Linked DNA regions of Mus musculus: region 1 is linked to region 2. Evidence: chromatin contacts called from public promoter capture Hi-C data. All regions are on one chromosome and are shown on one strand. Each heading gives the region's core, a stretch centred on a gene start, on an enhancer-like site or on the middle of the called end of the contact. The rest is flanking DNA. Distances are from core to core; before and after follow the strand shown.

Evidence for each region. Promoter capture Hi-C pulls out the DNA fragments that hold promoters and counts their contacts.
Region 1: a promoter capture Hi-C map of stem cell-derived epiblast-like cells shows a contact between it and region 2, with 2.3 times the contacts expected there. The contact joins the enhancer-like site here to the promoter of Pycard in region 2. A contact is called at or near these places in 6 of 39 promoter capture datasets (HPC-7-derived erythroid cells, the SN4741 cell line, cranial neural crest and 3 more), 5 of 484 Hi-C or Micro-C datasets (CD4 T cells, cortical neurons, nephron progenitors and 2 more) and 1 of 9 other capture datasets (adipose tissue).

Annotation. Positions count from the first base shown.
Region 1 is chr7:128,725,766-128,728,629 of GRCm38.p6, reverse strand. The region is part of intron 1 of Mcmbp (minichromosome maintenance complex binding protein); the gene reads left to right. Among named protein-coding and RNA genes, the nearest start is that of Mcmbp, 13 kb to the left of the region's middle. Within about 2 kb of position 1,384, at least 53 of the 459 cell types and tissues checked have an H3K27ac peak or open chromatin away from gene starts, as enhancers often do. A contact at or near this core is called in adipose tissue, embryonic stem cells and stem cell-derived epiblast-like cells, where this site is marked.
Region 2 is chr7:127,992,510-127,995,209 of GRCm38.p6, reverse strand. It overlaps Pycard (PYD and CARD domain containing), which reads left to right and starts at 1,343. Exons shown (of 3, transcript NM_023258.4): 1 at 1,343-1,827; 2 at 2,039-2,095; 3 at 2,245-2,700. The coding sequence starts at 1,557. The coding sequence ends at 2,498.

The DNA of each region.
Region 1 (2,864 bases), core at 135-2,634, 730 kb before region 2:
GGCAGAGGCAGGCGGATTTCTGAGTTCGAGGCCAGCCTGGTCTACAGAGTGAGTTCCAGGACAGCCAGGGCTACACAGAGAAACCCTGTCTTGAAAAAATAAAAAAACAAGAACATCCTCTAAGTACAACCAGAGACTGTGCTGTGTATGTATGGAAAGAAGGCTTCGAGCATTGTGTCCATTTATGAAATCAGAAATGCGAACTGAAACCCAAGGCACATGGAGAAAAGGAAAGCAAATAATGAAGGAAGAACAGAAATTAAGAATTGAAAACAAGAAAATAGCAAATCAAAAGCCGGGCGTGGTGGCTCATGCCTTTAATCCCAGCACTTGGGAGGCAGAGGCAGGCAGAGGCAGGCAGATTTCTGAGTTCGAGGCCAGCCTGGTCTACAGAGTGAGTGCCAGGGCAGCCCGGGCTACACAGAGAAACCCTGTCTCAAAAAAAACAAAACAAAAAAATAAATAAATAAATAAAAATAAAATCTAAAAATAAAGAAAATAGCAAATCAGTGAAATACTTGAGACAATCTTATGTACTACAGACTGCCTTAAAGCTCACTAGTATGTGAAGGTGTCTTAAACTTTCTAACAACTTTCTATTTATTACACTGCAGGAAGTTGCTACGCTTTGCAGGCAGTGTGCATGTGGTGGTCAGAGCAGCTTTTGGGGCTGGGCTCTTTTCCTCCTCAAGGGACTGAACTCAGTGATCCTTTGGGAGCATGCATCTCTGCTCAGTGGCCATGAGCGCAAACATTCCAATCCTCCTGCCTCCATCTCCTGGGTGTAGGCATGAGCCACTGCACCTGGTTTATGCAGATAGATACCACCAACTGAGCTACGCGTGCAGCCCCACCCCCCCCACCCCCCCACCCCCCCCCACCCCACCCCCCGCTTTGCTTTTTCTTTGAGTGTGATTAGAGATTTGTGTGTATGTGGAGGGGGTGTAATTGGGGATTGAACTACTGAACTAAATCCCTAATCTTTTATTTCCTTCTTATTAGCAAAACTGATAAACCTCTAAGCTAGACTAGCAAAGAAAAAAGAAGACAAATTACCATACCAGGAGTAAGGAGGTAATGCCGCTGTGGACTAGCTGTATAGATAGAACAGAAGGCTTGGGTGCATATAGTCCAGCACTAACTTATACCACACAGTGCCTTGAAACAATATAGATTCATTACTTTACAGCTCTAGAGGCCAGAAGTCTGACATGTATCACTGGCTTTGTAAAAATCAAGTTGCCAGCAGGATTTGCATCGCCATCTGGAGGTTCTAAGAACAAATCTAATTCCTTGTCTTTTCTGAGCTTTAAAGAGTCTGGTGGTCACACTGGGAAACAGTTCAGTTGGGAAACTACATTGGCTTGCAAGCACGTTGACCTGAGTTCAGTCCCCAGAATTTACATATAAAAGCTCAGCAGGAAGTGCAGGGCCTTACTCCCAGCACTAGGGAGGTAGAAATAGGCAAATCCCTGTAGTTGGTTGGCTAGCCAGCCTGCCTACTTAGCAAGTGCCATGTCAGGGAGGATCCTTTCCAAAAAATCAGTGGGCAATTCCTAACAACATCCTAGGTTGTTCTTTGTCCATTGTGCACGAGCACGCATGCAGACCGCGTGCGCACGCGTGCGCAAAAACACATGCCCCTGCTCCAATAACCAAAAAATTCAACTACTTTCCTATCATTCAGACTTGGTTTGTCATTGGTTCTTAGTGTGTGGTCTGGGCTACTCTGGAACTCAGGTGCCTCCTACCTTACCTTGACACATTTTCTTCTCAGTCTTCCTTCCACAGTGAACCCTCTTTGATAATTTCCTTGTTTTAAGGTTACTAGTTTTTGGCTTAGTTATGGGAAGTAAGCCCCGCCAGGGCATTCCTTGCACCATAATCACAAACTAATCACCATGCCTTCCCTCCAGCCTCTCCCACAATGTCTTTATGAACTGGCCTGGTTTAGTTCCCATAGTAAGTGGAACCATCCTGTCTGTCCCTTCTGTGTGTTACATCCTCCTCAGCAAAGTCTTTTCAGTGGCTATTGCTGTGACTCTGAACTTTCTTTTTCTTTCTTCCTTTTTCTTTTCTTTCTTTCTTTCTTTCTTTCTTTCTTCTTTCTTTCTTTCTTTCTTTCTTTCTTTCTTTCTTTCTTTCTTTCTTTTTAATCAAAGAACACAGGAACCCATAGTAAAGGATGTTCTTTGAAACACTGAACATTGATATGCAAAAGTTAGAAATCTCAACCTAATCCTCACCCTTCATAGAGACTGATTGGTTGTAGACCTAAGAGCAGAACCTGAAGTATGGCACCAAGGCTTGTTTTGTTCATTTTTTTTTAAAAATGAACTAATTAATTAATGCATATAAATGCAGGTAGCGCACTTATGGAGGTCAGAAGACAATTTGGTGAATCAGTTCTCTCCTTCCACCGCGTGGATCCTGTGGTCAAGCTTGGGCTAGCTAAGGGAAAAATGTTTGGACGGTCTGCTAAAGCAGGATTTTTGTGTTTCCGACAGGCTCATCTACATCACAGTTAGAAACACATTCCCCTCATTCGCCATCTACTTAAGGCAGCCATGTGACAAACACGAAAGCTTGTAGGCATGTAAGCTGGGGGTTCAGTCCACAAGAATCTGTGTTCTGTGGGTTACTCCCTCTTTGGTCTTCCTTTTCATCTCCTGTAAGCTACCCCTGCAGGTTGTTTCTTCATTGTGAGGGCAAGAAGCCCTCAATATGTGTAGTGGAGAACTGGCTGCCACTTTGAGTGATGAGCCTCTCTGATAAGAGGGTGACAGACATACCGTCTATATGTAGCACTAGAAGGCTAAAACATCACTTACATAGCAGTATAATTGGTGTTGAAGGACAGAATT
Region 2 (2,700 bases), core at 94-2,593:
ACCACAATTGCTGCTGGTATACCATGCCACAAGGATGGACACTCTGTCACCCTGCAAACTTAATCCATAGTTGTAAAGTGTCAAGAGTTAAAACTCTGCTGGTCCTAGTGGCACACACCTTGATCCAAGCACTTGCGATGCAGACACGTGGATCTCGAGTTCCAGGACAGCCAGGGCTACAGAATGGCATCCTGTATAGAGGAGGGAGGCTCCTTAAGCCAGATGTGGTAGAATACACCTGCTATTCCAATTCCAACCAGTCAGGGGGCTGAGCAAAAAGGATCAGGAGTTCAAGACTAGCCTAGCTTACACAACAAGGTTATCTAAAGTAAATAAATAGGCAAAGCATTAAGTGGTGACTAGGTAGCGGGCCCTTGGCACATGCTGGGCATTATAACAACCTCCCTAGCCTCCCCTCCCCCACAAAAGCACAAGAGCTACAAAAAAGTAGCTTTGTTCACTAGCAGCAATATGATCTAGATGGGTAGATGGAGGACTCTTAAGACTGGACTCTCGGAGGAAGTAACATTTAACCTGAGGGTTGAGGAGCCAAGCATTTGTCTGAGAGAGAAGCAATTTCAAGGTTTAGGGAACAGCATGTGCAAAGAATTGAAAAAGCAACTCCAGAGGAACTGAGCTTGAAGATAAGGGTAAACTGGCAGTGTGGTATAAAACAAGACTGACTAGATCAAAACTGGGATGGACCAGTAGACCCCCAGCCATGTTTAAAGCCAGTTAGGAATTCTGGGTACAGAGCAGGCTCCAAGGTCATCCTAACCAGCCCAGGAGTAAGGGGGTAGCTAGCTGTCTACTCAGGTCTCTACACTCCAGTTGTCATCACACTACAAAATATTTAATAGCTGGGGCATTTGGTAAGGTTTCAAGAAGCCTTAGCCCTTCCAACCCAACCCATCATGAGCCCAGGTCCCCCACCTTCTAGCAGATGTGAGGCTGAGAGATGGGAGTGACAAAAACTTTTAGCTGAAAGAAACTAAGGTGAAGACATAGTCACTCTCTTTCGCACTTCATTTTGTCCAAATCTGTGGAATTCAAGGGGCTTAGTGTTCTAGCTGTTAAAATTCTAATATTCAATGGCATGTGAGTGGATCCTAAGATCTGGGGAAACAAAATTTGGGGCGTCTAGATTTCCAAGATTCTAAACCTCTATGCTCCAAGAAACTCAACAGAAACAGGTTGCTTTTCAGCAACAGCTGGTTTGCAAGTAAGCTCTATTGAGTCTCTCAGCATCTCCGGACCTGCCAGAGTAACAACTTAGCTCCACCCTCTGTCCCCACCCCACTTCCTCCACCAACCCACCTCCACCTAGTTTCTTCAGCCTAGCCAAAAAGCCAAGTCTGAAAGTCTTAGGGGCGGAAACCAAAACTAGTTTGCTGGGGAAAGAACAGGAGCTGTAAGAAAAGAGGGTGGGGGAGTCCCAGCATGCCCATCGGCCTAAGCAGCTGACTTCCTGGTCTTGGCGGGCTGGCAGCAGGCAGGCTGCAGCAGGCGAGCAGCAGCAAGAGTAAAAGGTGACCGCGGCTGCCCACCCCAGAGCCATGGGGCGGGCACGAGATGCCATCCTGGACGCTCTTGAAAACTTGTCAGGGGATGAACTCAAAAAGTTCAAGATGAAGCTGCTGACAGTGCAACTGCGAGAAGGCTATGGGCGCATCCCACGCGGGGCCCTGCTGCAGATGGACGCCATAGATCTCACTGACAAACTTGTCAGCTACTATCTGGAGTCGTATGGCTTGGAGCTCACAATGACTGTGCTTAGAGACATGGGCTTACAGGAGCTGGCTGAGCAGCTGCAAACGACTAAAGAAGGTGAGTGTGTCCCCTTGTTCGTCTACCCTCAACTTCCTGCACACCAGCAGAGGCTTGCCTCTTTGGCGCTTAACTGTTCCTCCTGCCATAGCCAAAAAAAAAAAAAAAAAAAAAATCTTCCCTTTGTAGCCTTGAACTTAGCACCGTGGGTGGAGTGGGAGTGAACCCCTGAAAGTCTGTTGATAAAGATCCACCTGGCATTTCTTTGCAGAGTCTGGAGCTGTGGCAGCTGCAGCCAGTGTCCCTGCTCAGAGTACAGCCAGAACAGGTGAGGCCTCCCCACCCTACCACACCCTTGCACAGCCTATCTTTGCCTATGTAGTCATGGTGGGTGGCTTTCCTTGATTCTCCAACCCCTAAAACTGCGTTAGTAAATTTTGAAGCAGTTTTAAACACTGCTTTCACTTCCACCCTCAGGACACTTTGTGGACCAGCACAGGCAAGCACTCATTGCCAGGGTCACAGAAGTGGACGGAGTGCTGGATGCTTTGCATGGCAGTGTGCTGACTGAAGGACAGTACCAGGCAGTTCGTGCAGAGACCACCAGCCAAGACAAGATGAGGAAGCTCTTCAGCTTTGTTCCATCCTGGAACCTGACCTGCAAGGACTCCCTCCTCCAGGCCTTGAAGGAAATACATCCCTACTTGGTGATGGACCTGGAGCAGAGCTGAGGTATCTTTTCCAGCTACATTATCTAGCTCCTGACTTTGTATACACAATTTTTGAAAAAACAATTTGTATTTGTGTTTACTCTCTGGGATGTTTTTGCTGAGCTAAGCTACATTTCCAAAGGCCATATGTGGCCCAGTGGTAGAACATATACCAAACATGCACAAATCAGTCTCCAACACCTAAATTCCACAGACCCAAGTT